Linked DNA regions of Sus scrofa: region 2 is linked to region 1. The links are chromatin contacts, called in public promoter capture Hi-C maps. All regions are on one chromosome and are shown on one strand. The core of a region is the stretch at or near the end of the contact, and the rest is flanking DNA. Distances in the headings are between cores, read along the strand shown. Region 1 overlaps LOC106509733 (a long non-coding RNA gene). Region 2 holds the start of BCL2L11 (BCL2 like 11).

Region 1 (4,849 bases), core at 910-3,409:
AGGCAACTGGAGAAAGAGGAGAGCTGGATAGAATCACTGGTCTCCTTCCTCCTGAAGCCTTCGGGGCCAACATGATGGAGCCCAGCGTCTAAGCTGAGGGCTTAAGATATTCAGAGGAATATTAACACTTACCCTACTTGTGGGGTGAAGACACACACTCTTCTGAGAAGCAGAGCAGCATTTCAGAAGAAAAAAGAATGACTATTCCCACAGTGACTAAATCTGCTTACTCACCGTTCCCTAACCCATCCCGGCAACAGACCCCACATGGCCACCAACATGTAACATGGCTGTCTTGATGCCAGTAAAGACAGCACACTTTTGCTAGAATCCCTAGGCCTGCATGCTATGGATCCTGAAGGCTGCTCTGGGGCCTCTAGGGCACCTAGCACCCTCTCCAGGAAGACCCCTGTGTCCACCAATGTCATTTTCCCAAGTCCCTCACATCCCTAGCTGGGGCACTCACTCTCCTCTGCAGAGCCCTGAAGTCAGGACAGGGTGGCTATGGCTTTGCGGAAGCCAGCTCAACACTTGGCACTTGGAAGGTCCATAAACAACCCTTTGCTAAAGGACAGAAGAAATGGGTGAATGGAAAAAGAAGGAAAAAAACACAGAGGGAGAGAGAAAGAGAAAGGGTAAAACAGAAATAACAGCTGATACTTTATTTTTGTTTGTTTGTTTTTGTCTTTCAAAATACAGGACTGGTACTGAATTTATTTTTTTATGGTAAATTATTATTTGTTAATAGTTATTTCCCCAATACAATTTTTTTTCTACTGTACAGCATGGTGACCCAGTTACACATACATGTACACATTCTATTTTCAAACATTATCATGCTCCGTCATAATGATGCTTTGTTTTTAGTCTGAAAATAGGCTCATTCTAGCCTCTCTCTAAATGCAATTTCAACATCAATAATTCAAATGTAGTTTTCTAAACTGTACATTGGAAGTGGGCGGAAATTCTCTTCAGTCCTTTTAAAACTTGCATATGTGTATTGGAACATTGATGATAGAATTTTGGTCAGAGAATCTTAAACTGGGGGAGGCACACACATGGCACGTGGAAGTTCCAGGTCAGGGATCGAACCCGTGCCACAGCAGTAACAACGCCAGATCCTTAACCCACTGAGCCATCAGGGAACTCCAGAGGGTCTTAAGTTTGGAGTCCATATTTTACACCACCCTAGGAGCAGCTGAGGGCCACTTGGGCTGCCAGGCACTGAGCCACAGGGAGCTGGGCCTCCCTTCCCATCCGCACCCCACCCCCATCCCCTGTCCAGGTCATCCTCTGACCCTTGCTGACCTGTAGCTGCCCAGCTGCACACCAAAGAGCTCATGCTTTATAGATTGTGTTCCCTTCCTAAGTGTTGGCAAACTAATAGGGCATATTGTTTAGGTTTCATTTTCCGGTAATTTTCTTCTTTATTTTGAAATTTTTTTAGGGCCACACCCAAGGCATATGGAAGTTCCCAGGTTTGGCGTTGAATCGGAGCTACAGCTGCTGGCCTACACCACAGCCACAGTAACGCAGATCCCAGCAGCGTCTGCAACCCATACCACAGCTTATGGCAATGCTGGATCCTTAACCCACTGAGCAAGGCCAGGGATGGAACCCATATCCTCATGGATACTAGTTGGGTTCCTTACTACTGAGCCACAACTGAAACTCCTCTTCTTTATTTTTCCTTATAAAATTCACAGAAGAATAAGCTCTCATGGGAAATAATTTGCACCCGAAAGATAAAGCAAGAATCCCCCTGGACTTTCCCACTTTGTGAACTGGCTGGCATCTCCTTTACCCATTTTTCTATTGGGTTGTTGGCGTTCGTCTTTTTTCTTACAGGTTGATAGTTCGTGATAGAGTCTGGATAATAATCCAAAATTTATGTGTATGTGTTTACCTTTCTGCGTATATGTAGCTCTATCCTTGTATGTATAAGCGTGCATATCTGCATAGGTACGCATGCACACACACAGCTATAGATATTGCAAATATCTTCTCCCACTCTGTTGCTTGTCTTTTATCTCAGAGTCTGGTGATGAGTGACTTTGAATCAGAAGTTTCACATTTTGATAAAGGCTGACATCACTCTTTCTCTGTTTGCCTTTGTGATCTGTGTTTGCTTGCGGTCGTGCCCACTCCAAGCCCAAGGTCATAAACATACCCTATCTTTTCTTTTCCTACTTTAGTCTTTCCTCCAGGGGTAGCCAATCGCCCCGGCACATTTCTCAGGGATGAGAAAAGCCACCCTGGCCCCAGATCCCATGGGTTTCTCTTCAGGGAAATGTTGAGGTTGTTTTTGTTGCAGGATGTCAAGAACTTCTCAAATTCCTGAAAAAAGTGTACTGTTTGCTGCTGGCTCTGGAGTCTGCCCCTCCCCACCCAGGTGGAGAGCAGAGGGTGACCTGAGTCAGCCCAGAGGTTGACCTTTGTACCAAGCTCTGCTTTATCTCCAGTTGCTATTTGCTAACTCCCTTGAGAGTTCTGCCAAAGATTAGCATCACAAGTCCCCCCCTTGTGGTTTACACAGTCTGCTCCTTGGAAAACGAGGGCATTTGTCTGCCCTGCTTTTCTGGCAGTTCTGACGGTCTTCTGCATGATTTTCATGGGCCAGGCTCCCCAGAGGGAAACGGCAGCAGCAGGGAAAGGGACTTATATAAGCGAGCCAGAGAGGCTGTGACGATGAAGGTGAAGTGAAGGCCCTGGGGTGGGGGTGGGGCCTGCTGTCAAACAAGGATTCCATATCTTTTTGTTGGCAGAGTTTCTTACCTGACTTTGGGCAATCTTCTAGACAGAGGGTTGTTTTAGATGGGATCCTCTGTGTTATGTGGAGGAGAAAACTGTAGCCTGGAGAGGCCAGGGACTTGCTCAAAGGGCTACAAAAGTAAGGGGTAGAGCAGGGAGCCCCACTCCGGCCCCCATCCCACCTGCTGATGTTATTTTTGCCACATCCTGCCTTCGGGGAACGAGAGTCCTCCTGGAATGTTTCCACGAGGAAGAAGTGTAGGGACACAAGGTCATTTCTGGAGGTGGGGGGCTGAGCGTCATACTCAAGGTGAAATAAACACTAATGGAAGAGGAAGTTTTAGGACCTGTGTCACATCTTTTCTTTTTTCTTTTTACAGCCACACCCATGGCCTAGGGAACTTCCCAGGCTAGGGGTTGAACTGGGGCTGCAGCTGCCAGTCTACGCCACAGCCACAGCAACGTGGGATCTGAGCCATGTGGGACCTACACTGCAGCTCATGGCAATGCCGGATCCTTAACCCACTGAGTGAGGCCAGAGATCAAACCTGCATCCTCCCAGACTCTGTGTCGGGTTCTTAACACACTGAGCCACAAAGGGAACTCCTTTTTTTCCCCTCACATCCTCTGGTCTTAAAGATCTTCCTCATATGGTGTAATATGGACCAATTTTTTGCTTTTTCTTTCTTTTTTTTCTTTTTAAGGCCTCACCGGCACCATATGGAACTTCCCAGGTTAGGGGTTGAATTGGGGCTGCAGCTGCCGGCCTATGCCACAGCCACACAGCAACGTGGGATCTGAGCCTCCTCTGTGGCCTATGCTGCAGCTCATGGCAATGCCGGATCCTTAACCCACTGAGTGAGGCCAGGGGTCAAAACAGCATCCTCATGGATACTAATCAGGTTCATTTCCGATGAGCCACAATGGGAACTCTTAATTTTTCCTTTTTAAAGTAAAACGTTTGAGGCTTCCCAATTATAAAATTTTATAAGTTGGATGAAGGTGGTCAAAAGGTACACACTTCCAGTTTGAAGACAAATAAATATGAGGGATGTCACGTACAACGTGATTACATAATGAACACTATTGCCTACTTTATAAGAAAGAGAGGAGTTGCCATTGTGGCTCAGTGGAAACGAATCTGACTAGCATCCATGAGGACGCAGGTTCAACCCCTGGCCTCGCTCAGTGTGTTAAGGATCCGGTGTTGCTGTGAGCTGTGGTGTAGGTCGCAGAAGCGGGTTGGATCTGGTGTGGCTGTGGCTGTGGTGTAGGCTGGTGGCTACAGCTCCAATTTGACCCCTAGCTTGGGAACCTCCATATGCCACAGGTGCGGCCCTTAAAAAAAAAAAAAAAGACACACACAAAAAAGTTAAGAGAGTAAATCCTGAGTTCTTCTCACAAGGAAAAAAAAATTTTTTCCCCTTTTTTTCTTTTGTAACATGAGATAGTGGCTGTTCACTCACTGGTTCAGTAACATGTTTGTCAAATCATGCTGCTGTCCGCCTGACACACCGCACTGTGTGTCAGTTACGTCTCAATAAAACTGGAAGGGAAAAAAAGGAGAAAAAAAAAGTCTTATAAATTTTCTAAGGTTAAACCCAACTTGCAGATGGCAGGTAGAAAAGTCTTTCGGAGTTTACAATTTTCTAAAACTTAGTCTGGGAAATGTTTTGCCTCAGAGGTAGCCCAGAGGTTCCAAAGGCAGGGCTGAGGGAAGAGCAGAATTAGAAGCCACTAACTTGTCCTGTGAAAGCCCCCACCTGCGTGGATTTGCTCTCTGCACCCTCTTGTTGTGGAGCTTGTGGTGATCAGGCCACTTGAATGGGTGGAGCCACATTTTTTTTTCTTTAAAATTTTAAACAATTTTTAAAAGGGACTTTCTATTTACAGTTATTACAAAATATTGGCTCTGTTCCCCATGTTGTGCGATACATCCTGGAGCCTATCTTACACCAATAGTCTGTGCCTCCCCACCCCCACTTTGCCCCTCCCCCCCACTTTGCCCCTCCCCCCCCACTTTGCCCCTCCCCCCCACTCGTAACCACTAGTTTGGTCTCTATAGCTGTGATCCTGCTTCTTTTTGGTTGTATTCACT
Region 2 (4,849 bases), core at 1,280-3,779, 160 kb before region 1:
GCGTACCCGTCCCGCTCATCCTCCAGCGGGAGGCGGCGATCTGTACGTGTTGGGTTCACTTGGGCAGGTCTGCTTGGGGGGCGCGGGGGAGGGGGGGCGGCGTCCGCGCAAAGCCTGTGAGCCCTTAGGTCAAGTGCGGCTCCGCGGGGATGCTGCAAGAGGGGGTGGTGAAGTGTCTCAGGCCCGCTGGGAGAGGCAGCGCTTGTTCTCCGCGCTGGCCGGGGAGCTGGGGCCGCCGCCCTGGACTGGGCTGCGCACCCGGCCTTGAAGTCTCGCCACCCTCCAGCCCCAGCGGCCCCGGACTAGCGGCCGCGAAGTATGAGCCGGTCTTGCGTCTATGCTTTTCTCTGGGGCGGGCCCGTGGTGAAGGATTTATGGAAAGGTGACGGTGTTTAAACTGAGGAGACTCGGCTTTTCCTTTTACTCATTCAGGCCGACGTTTCGGGCAACCGCTGCGTTCACCTTCTCAGATGTGTCTGGGGTCCCTGCCCCGTCTGCGGGCGCCCTGCGGATGATGCCAGACACACAATCCACAGACGGCGAGAGACCAAGGGCCTCCTCCGACCGCCGGGTCCAAGCAGTGGAGGAGCCGCAGGCGATAGAACCTGCTCTGTCCGAGAGCCGGGCCGTCTTAAAGACTCAGGCGTGCCTGAGCGCAGCCCAACCTATTCGCAGTGTTGGCTGGCGGTGCCTTGCCCTCGGGGACCTGTTACTCGGGGTTGGCGCAGGTAGTGAAAGGCCCGCCGGACGCCTGGCTCGGGGCCGAAAGTGTTCCTCGGCTGCGGCGGTCACGGGTGCGCGCGGATAAGCGCGTCCGTGGCCAGTGGTGGCCGCTCAGATTTGGTGCGTGTCCCTCGGTGCAAGCGGAGAAAGAGGGAGGAAGTTGGAGGACTATGGGTGGTGCTGCTGAGGAGGGGGCTGGCCCTTAGTGTCCCCATCCGAACAGGCCCCGGTGAGGGTCAGCGGCTGGGGACCGCCATGCGGCTCGACCGGCTATTTGGGGGCGGCGGGAACAGCGGAGGCGCCCGGCGCGTGGACGGCCGGGGGTGGGGGTGGGGGGCGGGACAGCCGGGGCAACCTCTGGCCCTGAGGCCCCGGAAACCTCCACGGAGGCTCCCGCCTCGGCCACTGCCCGAGCCGCGATCGGGCGGCGAGTTTGTCAACAATCGCCTCGCCTTTGGCGGCCTGTCGGGTAGGCGCCGCCCCCACCGCTGCCGACGATTGGCTGCAGCGCGGAGCGACCGCGCGAGGGCCAATTGGGAGCGCGGGCACCCGGAGCCGGCGGCGCGGGGAGGTCGGCGGTGCCGGCGGCGGCGGGCGCAGTGCGCAAGGGGAGGAGCGGGAGGAGGCGGAGGATGTTCCCGGCGGCAGCGGCGGCCGGGGCAGCGCGGGCAAGAGGCGCGGCGCGTGGAGCCCTCGGCTGCCCGGTGGAGCGCGGTGGCGGGAGAGCGGCGAGTTGCAAGCTTTGCGCGGTCCCGGCGTCTCCCAGCGCGAGTCCTGGGCTTTGTCTCCCGCGCTGCCTTCGTGGTGACGGTCGGGGGGTTCCGAACCGGCGTAGGGCGCGGACCGCGCGCCGAGGAGCCCGGGCCCGGACACGACGCTCCGAAGGGAAGGGGCGGACGTGAGTTTTGGCCTGACTGCCTTGGGAAGGGAGGGTCTTTGGGGTGCGGGACCCGCGCGCCCCGATGCCGCCTGGCGGGTGGAGTTACTTGTGGACTTTGCAGGGGGCGCCCGGGAACGCTTTCGGGGACCCCCCCCCTCCCGTTTGTAGGTGTGCACCTAACAGTGTGAGTGTATTTCGGAGAAGTTCTGTCGGGTTCAGCGCGGCGCGCTGCCCTCCCCCTTCCCCGCAGGAGGAGGGGCGCACGGGCCGGGAGCGGGAGGGACCGCGGACGGAGAGCTCAGGAGCCCAACAGTTCGGCGCTGAGTTACAAACTCTATTGTGACGCACTTACTACGACTGACGGCCCTTGCCAAACCTTCCTCAGACTTGCTGTCCTCAGCACTTTTGGGCAGAACAATGGGGCCGGAGCGGGGAACGCAGCCAGCCGCCTGCAATCGCTGCATCTGCGCCCGCTCCTGGGCTCCAGCGCTGTATCTGATCCCGGGAAATCAGAGCCTGCTGGGAGTTTCTGACTTACTCTAGTCGGCCCTGAGCAAAGAGCACATGTGAACAGACCTCAAACAAGCGGCCTGTCCTAAAACGTGTGTGTGTGTTAGAGCATCAATTCCACAAGTAATTGACATTGTTGCTGTGTTTTGTTTGGCGGCAAGAAGTTTAGTCTTCTCTCAACTCCCCAACAAAGATAATGATACCTTTGTTATTTAGGTGTATTTTTATCCTTATTTGGAAGATAGTATTGAGAACTGTTTCTCTTTAAATGTTGACTTCATGTTAAAGTATTTGGTATTAATGCTGAGGATTTTTAACGAATAGGTGAAAGTTTGCTCATTCACGTATTTGCTATAATTATTATTTTGCTTAAGATAATCCTAGTTTTAATTTTACTTGCAGAAAAAAAGACCAAATGGCAAAGCAACCTTCCGATGTAAGTTCTGAGTGTGACAGAGAAGGTGGACAGTTGCAGCCTGCGGAAAGGCCTCCTCAGCTCAGGCCTGGGGCCCCCACCTCTCTACAAACAGAGCGGCAAGGTAATCCGGAAGGAGAAGGGGACCGCTGCCCCCAAGGCAGCCCCCAGGGCCCACTGGCCCCACCGACCAGCCCTGGCCCCTTTGCTACCAGATCCCCGCTTTTCATCTTCGTGAGAAGATCCTCCCTGCTGTCTCGATCCTCCAGTGGGTATTTCTCTTTTGACACAGACAGGAGCCCAGCACCCATGAGTTGTGACAAATCAACACAAACCCCAAGTCCTCCTTGCCAAGCCTTCAACCATTATCTCAGTGCGATGGGTAAGCAATATCCGGGGTGGTGGCAGCAGAGGTGTGGTTGTCTGCGTATCTGTCCAGAGGCTGTGTAGCATTCAAAGCCCCTTCCTAGACTCCGTTGGCTGATTTGATGCCATGTTTTGTGGGGAGTGGAGCCTATACCAAGTAAAATATCCAGGCAACATTTTAAAAAGTTGTGCAGCAGTAAGTGGGGGTCCTTTGAGCGGATATATAATGAGTATATCCTGAACCTCTGATGCCTTCTTTAAAGTATCTATCTGTGGCAATTCATCCTAAGCACTAGGATTCACTCATTAATGATGTCCTGCTTGAAAGGGACTCAGTCTGTTACAGCTTAATAACTGAATGTGTGGAGAAAGGGATGACACAAGTTACATCATTTTCAAAAATGACATTTTAAAAAGATGACCTAGTTCGTATAGGCATTACCACCATAGAACCATGAAAATAGTTTGTTTTCTACTCATATTTCTCTTTAAGCTTGTTTTGTTTGCTCTGAGCTTTTGGACCTAGTGCTAATAAGATTAGATTGTGGGGTTTTGTTTCACAGTTTTAGAGTCTTGGGGAGGAGTGGCAAACCTAAATACCCAGAAAAATCTGGCTGTCCCATGGGCGAAAGTTGTGGCAGATTGGAGAACATTTGCCCTTGTCCTTTCAGACTGCCCGGGGTGTGGCTGTGAGGGTGTGTGGTCTCAAGGTGGTAGGTCTTCCTCTAGTGCCACATAATCTGAGAGTACAGATTTTGATGTCAAATCTGATGTTTAAGCACTGGCCAAGTCATTTAGAACTTTGAAAGCACCATACAAGCCAAATGAAAACATCCATGGGCTTGATGTGACCCCTGAGCCTCCAGCATGCGGCTTTGAGATCCTGGGCGCGTGTGCCAGTTCAAATCACCGTTCCCCAGGAGAGGAAAAGGTTCATGTCTTGATCGCCAGAATCTCCTTTACCGTTTGTCCAGGTTAGCCCTCCCTGCAGGAGGTGCAAGCACGTTGGCAGCATCGTCAGTTAAGAAATCCAGCATGGATTGCATTGAAACATAGATGGCACTTAAGCCAAAGGCTGATTAAAATCATCAGTGTAGACAGTTACCTGTTGGAACATGATGGCGAGTCTTGCATTTGCAAATACCACACGGCTCTGTCTTCATAACCATCCACAGGGTGGACTGTACACCTCTGTCCCCCTGTTGCAGAGTTAGAAAGAACCTCAGAACTTTGGTTGTCGGTCAGAAGTGGGGCGTACCTGGGGAGTGGCAGACAGATGTCAGAAGCACCCACTGCTATACATGATGGCTCTGCATCTCCTGCTCAATGCTGAATGACACTTTATCAGCACCCCTCCTTCGGGAAAAAGCGCTGAACGTTTTATTATTACTGTTACTCTAGGTATTGCTGTTGCTGTTCCTGAGCTCTTTTCAGCCTTAGAAGGTTGGGGTGCTGGTTTTTCTGCCCTTGAAAATGCTCTTGACTTTATGAGCACTTGCTCATTGGAAAATGAGTTACTAAATGAGTGAACGGGGCCTTGGGGTGTGCATGTTTAAAACTCCATATATTTTAAGGATCTTCTGGAAGCCATTATCATTTTTCCCTGCAGACCTCTGTGTGGCTTAGTGCATGGAAAATAGCTTCTCCTTCCCAAGAATATTCCTTTCTTAACCAGGAAGAATAGGTGAGGTGGTGTTTTTTTAACTATAGGGATAGGCATGCATGCTTTTTTTAGTTGACATGCTGTTTTGGGAGCTAATTATAAGGTAAGCACCGTTACTTGAGATGACAGATGTAGAGCTTTAAAGATCACAATCTAAATGATGAAGCCAAGTTATGGTCTTACCTGTGATGTATAAAGTAATGGATCCTGAGGTGTAATTTTAGAGTATGAACTACATTCCAGTCGATCGGTGCAATAACTTCGAGTTTAACGTGTAGGATTAAATGATACG

What was found. Promoter capture Hi-C pulls out the DNA fragments that hold promoters and counts their contacts.
Region 2: a promoter capture Hi-C map of fetal liver shows a contact between it and region 1, with 5 times the contacts expected there. The contact joins the promoter of BCL2L11 here to the enhancer-like site in region 1. A contact is called at or near these places in 3 of 5 promoter capture datasets (fetal liver and liver), 7 of 47 Hi-C or Micro-C datasets (embryonic fibroblasts, fetal heart ventricle, fibroblasts and 3 more) and 1 of 2 datasets of contacts at active chromatin or transcription factors (alveolar macrophages).

What each region holds. Positions count from the first base shown.
Region 1 is chr3:45,033,776-45,038,624 of Sscrofa11.1, reverse strand. All of the region lies in intron 4 of LOC106509733 (a long non-coding RNA gene), which reads right to left. Among named protein-coding and RNA genes, the nearest start is that of BCL2L11, 160 kb to the left of the region's middle. Within about 2 kb of position 2,159, at least 19 of the 83 cell types and tissues checked have an H3K27ac peak or open chromatin away from gene starts, as enhancers often do. A contact at or near this core is called in fetal liver and liver, where this site is marked.
Region 2 is chr3:45,195,960-45,200,808 of Sscrofa11.1, reverse strand. BCL2L11 (BCL2 like 11) reads left to right here and starts at 2,529. Exons shown (of 2, transcript NM_001252194.1): 1 at 2,529-2,910. The coding sequence starts at 2,529. It overlaps LOC110260116, which reads left to right. Exons shown (of 3, transcript XM_021088387.1): 3 at 433-843. The coding sequence ends at 808.